Linked DNA regions of Mus musculus: region 2 is linked to region 1. A link is a contact called in public HiChIP or PLAC-seq data. All regions are on one chromosome and are shown on one strand. Each heading gives the region's core, a stretch centred on a gene start, on an enhancer-like site or on the middle of the called end of the contact. The rest is flanking DNA. Distances are from core to core; before and after follow the strand shown.

Region 1 (2,966 bases), core at 226-2,725:
GCAGCTTTTCTCGGTCGATGCGCCGCTCACTGGTGCTCAGCTCGCCGGTGAGGTTGTCAATCTTCAGATACTCAGAACCAGACTCAAGGCTGAAAGTCACCTCGCCGGAGCCGGTCACGATGCCCAGGTCCGAGGCCACATTGCCGATCCGCACGTCGGCGGGGCCCTCCTCGGCCAGCCGGTACCGGAGCAGCTGCTTGGCGGCGGCCAGGCTGAAGCAGAGCGGCAGAAGGAGACAACAGCCCAAGCACCAGCCGCGCGCCCATCCCGTGGTCCGCATCCTCAGCATCTTCTCTTGCTGCTGCTGCTACTGCTCCTTCTAACCACAACCCCCCTCGGCACCCCCCTCCTCCGGGGCTGGCCGCCTGCCCTCCCCTCGGTCCTCCTCTCCGGGAAAGGAAGAAACGAGAGGGAGGGGAGGGAGGGGGCCAGAGTAGCGCGTAGAGTCGGCCGATGGGAGGGGGGCAGCTAGAGATGCTTCTTTTTTTCTCCTCCTGCTTCTTCCGAAAGTTATTGTTTCATAATTCATGCAATGGGTGCTAATCGCCCGCTCGCCGGCCACCGTTTACTCGCAGTACTCACAGTTCACGGGACACTGCGCGCCACGGGCTCGGTGCCCCCACAAAGTCATCCCCGCAGTGGGAAGATACTGAGATCCAGTCTCCAAGCCCTGGGAAGGGGCCGGAACCGCTTCTGCAAGAGGGCGGCGGAGCCTGGTAGCGGACTAGAACAAACCTGCAGCCTTCCCCGCCTGACAGCAGCGTTAGTCCTTACTGCTACTCGAGTTAAGTCCAATTCACGTTCCAGCTACTCACTCTAGACCCAGGCTCTGTTTAGGCTCCCGAGGTCCAGACAAACCTGAACCGCTTCCTGCTTCAGGCTCTGGGGCGAGCAACAAGCCAGTCTTAACTCTGACTCCTCTTAAGCAGCCGGGAAGCCACTCAACATATCTTGAATGAAAAATTCCACGGCAGGTCGCTTCGGGCAAGGTGCAGCGAAAAGACGCCTCGCGTCACAGCTCGGTCCGCGACCGGGTGCTCCCGGCGCGCCAAAGAGCAGCCCGAGCCATCTTCAGAGACGCCCAGAGTCGGTCGCTTCTCACCCCGAAGAGCTCCGGTTTCTCTTTTTTTCTTAACAACTCTGCGCAAGGTCATTAGTCACGAAGCCGCCGCCTGAAACCGCAGCAACCATTCGCCCGCGGGGGCGAGAGCCGAACCGTGCGCACCGCGCGGTGCCCAAGTTTGGATTCTCAGCCGCAGAGTCCGTGCCTTCCCTCACCTGCATTCGGCCCGCGTGTTGGAGCAGTGGGATCTGCAGCGCTGTGCGCGATTCAGGGAGGAGATTGCAGCCTCTCTCTCTCTCCCCGCTCTCTCTCGATCCCTCCCCTCCCTCCCTCCTTCTCTTTCTCTCCTCCCTCCTCTTCTCTCTCCTCCCTCCTCTCCTTTCCCCTTTCCCCCCCTCTCTCACTCTCTCCAGCACAGTCTCTCAGCTTCTTCCAGTCTCAATGCGGGGAACTCGAGCTGAACTTGATCCCTTTGCAGTTCAAAGGTGAGCAAGCCTGGCTCCGTGCATCCGCGCGACACTGGCCCGGTGAAAGCTCACGACCGGGCACTCCTAACGGCAATTAACAAAGATGCCCAATTCTGTCCGGATTTCCAAAGAAAAGCCAAAGCCACTGGGGCGGGGGTGGAGGGGGAGGTGGAGTCAAACAGAGCTGCCAAGTAGCTTAAAAAAAAAAAATCTAGTTTGCCAAAGGGAGAAAAAGTGCCAGTCGGCTGTTGTCTCGGAAGTGCCCTGGCGCGGCGGGTGAATTCCGCAGTTGTCTCGTCCGCTTTCGCGTCTAGCAGAGTCTGGTGCGCGCGCTCCCGCCGCCTCTCTGGCTGTGGCTGTTCCGAGACACCGAATCGCTCCGGGGAAGCTCCTACTCTCGCTACCCACTAGCCGGAAACCCGCAAGTTTGCATAAACTGGTGGTTGTTGCGGAAAGCCCGCGGGCTCCGGAGTCAGACTTGACTCCGACGCTGCAGCGGCGGCGGCGGTATCCGAAACTACACAGTTGCAGAGAACCAGGGAGGAGGGCCCAGGGAAGGGAGGCGGGAGGAAGGACTAGCCAGCCGCGGCGCTCACCGAAGCCAGGCTTCGCTTCGTGGGGCCGACTGAGAACTGCCCAATCTCAGCCCCGATAAGCCAAAGTCTAGTCTCCTTAGGCAGTTTGGGTGGGGGTGGGGTGATTCTTTTTCCCCCTCTAGGGCTGGTAGACTAAACCCGGCTGCGTGGGTAAGAGCTGAAGTGAGGGTGTTAGTATACCTTCCTCCCACGTCTACCCTCAGACGATGCCCCCCTCCCGCCCCAACTCCCACCCGCAACGTGTCTTCGTTTCGCAATTTAGCATCTGGGTTAGTGAATTGCTACTGGTAGGCTGAGGTCGATGTCTGAGTTCCGAAAGCCAAGCTTGTGTTCTGCCAAACCGTGACGGGCTGCAGTAGTGAAGAGAGAGCATCAAACTCCAACGAGAGCCAGAGAGGATCCTTTTTTGGAGCCCAGACTTTGGAGGTCTGGGTTGGGGAGGGGAGAATGCCTGCCTTTGTTTAAATGCTTGGAATTCCTGTCATCCGGCTCTCACTGGGGATAGACCGTGTGTGCACGCGCCTGGGGAATAAAACACATGCTAGAAGCCTGGGTATTATTTTCTAAGCAGAGCCTGCAGCTTTTAGTAACCGGCAAAGTGTAGCGTCACCTATCTGGATATAAGGGAAATAAACTTTAATGGCAACTTTGTGTACCGAGTATGCTTAACCTCTTTTCTCTCCTTTTGACTTTGTGCCTCGTGATCCTCCCTGCCATTCCCGGGCGTGAGGCTTCCCCGGTTCTCACTCATGACCACCGCAGTCTGCCAAGTCAGATCTCAGGGCTGGTGGTGTATTTCGAACCGAAGCCCACTTCTCATGTATTTCACACTGTCAAAAT
Region 2 (2,966 bases), core at 286-2,785, 1.4 Mb before region 1:
CAGACTTATCACTCTGTGTATTGTTCTACTGTCTAATGTTAGGACTGGTACAGTCTATTTATAATTCACTATTGTAAAAGTAATTAGTCATCACCATCATCAGAATAGTGACCATTCAAAAGGTTTTGTGCCCTTGGTATTCATCTGTACTGACTTGATATTTGTTTTGAGTTTTAATTTATATGAACAACTTCATAAAAATATGGGCTTCCATAAATACACAGACAAGGGCAGCGCAATGTTAATTCTGCCATGGCAAAGACTCTGCCATTCTAGGCTCCTGATAGAAGTATCAAAGATTGAACCTGCACTTTACATGACCTTATAATTTTATCCATTAAATTGTATTACATTCTCTTATCTCAAAGCTCTCTTTTGTGTCTGTCTGTCGGGTATCATTCAAAGGACCAACGTCCTTCATCTTTCTGAAGATCTTTATCATAAGAACAGGCATATATACATATCTATACATACATATCCATATATATATGGATATGGATATCTATATCTATCTATCTGTATCTGTATCATCTATATCTGTATCTGTATCTGTATCTGTATCTCTATCTCTATCTCTATCTCTATCTCTATCTCTATCTCTATCTCTATCTCTATCTCTATATGAGAACTATTTTCACCAGAAAATAATCTCAAAAGAGTTAAGTGTTTTAAAAGTAAAGAGAATCCTTATTCTATATCAAAGTGATGAAACATATCTCTTCAACACACATTTTATACATCTCGACAACTGAAGAAGACTAAAGTTCATATCTCTGTAAGGACTTCAGTCAGATTTTATTATTGATGCTCAGAGGAAATCAAATGAAATTATTCTGATTACCATCTATTATAATATGCTAATATATGTTGTTCTTTTCAATCCAAGTATTAATTTTTTTTCAATTTTCTTTTTGAGACATTTCCTACATGGATAAATAAACCCAATGTGATTAGTACATTCTACAGATACTTTTGGCTTTGTAGTTTTTAATTTTGATTCATGTTTTTGCCTGGGTAAGTACAGGCAATCTTTAGTTGTTGCATGTGCTACAAATAATAACAATAGGACAGGATACTCAGCTGCATAATATGCCCACTAAGAGGGAAGATATTCAGGAAATCCTGTTAAGTAACATCAAATATTAATTAGTGCCTTTCAGTTAATATATTAAAATGTGTTCTTACAAATATTATTCCTAAGCCTTATTTTGGTTTAGGTTTTTTTTTTCTTTAATTACAGGCATTTGATCTGTTTTAGTGTTAATAAGAGCGAGCTTTCTTCCAGATAAAGAGAATCTGAATATTTACAGTCCTCAAAAGAAATGGCCACAATTTGACGATTTCTACAAATTATATAGGAAAGGAACTGTAGACCAGTTTCCTCAGAGATTGAAGCATTCCAAATTTACCCCCTTGGAAGGGAAACAACGGAATGAAGTCTGTGCCATTGAACAGATTCCCCAGGCCCCTCCCTGCCATAGAAGGCAATAAAAGCAGAGAGGAAGCGAAGCAAGCTGTGGATCTTTCACAGAGGCTCTCAGACAAACTGAGCTGCAAAGAAGACTGAGAGGAAGAAAGCCTCAAAGAGGGCTCTGAGACCAGCGCAGGTGGCTGCAAGAGGCAGAAAGCCGCAGAGTTGCTTGAGGTTTATATAGGAGTCACTTGGAAAGAACACTCTCCTACCTGTACAGTGGCCTGACCACTGTGCTGTGCAGTGTGATCCAATTTTGATGCAGCTCTGTTTGAGACATTTTTATCTTGAAAGTAGCCCCTCACCCACTTTCCTGTAAATATTGCAACAAAACTCATTGATTCAATAAATTGGACTTTGGTGGTATAAGCACTTTGGTCTGTCATGGATTCCCTATCTGGCCTCTAACTTGTGGTATATTTACCTTCCTGCTAAGGAGCTTCCTTGAGAATGGAACTTTTCCTTCTTCAGAAACGGTTACTGTTCTGTCTGACAACATAATGCCACCATAAACTGTGTATCATAGGTGTGTTTTCGTCTTTAAAAAATGCCATATTCTAAATGAAAACTATCACTTCCGTTGGATTGCCATTTATATTCCCCTTTTCCGTTTATAAAATTTAAATTTTCACATATTGAAGAAATGTATTGGTGAATATTAAGTTCTTTGGAAAATCAAAAAATATTAGCTTAGTGTATCTTGACACCATCCACCATTTGATAAGTAGTTTGTGCTATGTGAAAGCACACAGTTGAAAATGAAATTCCTTTCAGTTAAAATATTTCTGAACTGAGTAGACAAAGATGACCTGAAATACGACCCAGGAAATCTTAAATCCAATAAATTTCTTTTTACAAATGTTACTTATTATGCTAGTTCTTTGGCCCCCAATAATTTTATGAACCAGTTTATTTCAAGTCTAAAAGTTTCAAGCTTGAGTTTTAAATTCGACCTAGTTGGCAGCTGTTGTTGTTACTCTGTCAAATAACTCACCCATTGTCTAGGTCTCAGTGGGGGATATGTGGGAGGTCCCACAGTTTCTCTACAGCTGTTACTTAGGCTAAGATAATGTTTTTGGTTCTGTACAACTCCCAGCATGCAGCCTGCTCCTGACAGCCTCAATAAAATTCCATTTAAGCAAAATGAATTAAAAGTTGGTGTGAACAAAGTTTATAGAAAAAAAAAAAAAAACAATTAAGAACTTTTTTTTTTTTTCTGAATTGGCTTATGACTTAGAAAGTTTCATCTTGAGCAAACCTGTCACCTTGCAAGATAAAATACCACAGGCAGCTTTGCAATAGCCTGATCTTACCTTTTGCTTTTCTGAGCAAACGCGTAAAAGAGTTAGAAGGTTTGCTACAGAAATATCTGCAGCTTAAGAGCCTGCAGCATCTGTTCACTATGATAACAGTAGCAGCCTTCTTGGCGGCAGTCTAAACCCTAAAATCCCCGAATATACCCCAGACCTAAAATCAGTGGGGAAAAAAAAGATTT

Evidence for each region. HiChIP or PLAC-seq counts read pairs in DNA pulled down with a chosen protein or histone mark.
Region 2: an H3K4me3 HiChIP or PLAC-seq map of neural progenitor cells shows a contact between it and region 1, with 6 times the contacts expected there. The contact joins the enhancer-like site here to the promoter of 4932441J04Rik in region 1. A contact is called at or near these places in 1 of 39 promoter capture datasets (cranial neural crest) and 4 of 115 datasets of contacts at active chromatin or transcription factors (acute myeloid leukemia, astrocytes, embryonic forebrain and 1 more).

Annotation. Positions count from the first base shown.
Region 1 is chr5:57,716,428-57,719,393 of GRCm38.p6, reverse strand. 4932441J04Rik (RIKEN cDNA 4932441J04 gene) reads left to right here and starts at 1,475. Exons shown (of 5, transcript NR_015588.2): 1 at 1,475-1,548. It overlaps Pcdh7 (protocadherin 7), which reads right to left and starts at 1,313. Exons shown (of 3, transcript NM_001122758.2): 1 at 1-1,313. The coding sequence starts at 289.
Region 2 is chr5:59,138,435-59,141,400 of GRCm38.p6, reverse strand. No RefSeq gene overlaps it. Among named protein-coding and RNA genes, the nearest start is that of Gm22308, 75 kb to the left of the region's middle. Within about 2 kb of position 1,535, at least 14 of the 459 cell types and tissues checked have an H3K27ac peak or open chromatin away from gene starts, as enhancers often do. A contact at or near this core is called in neural progenitor cells, where this site is marked.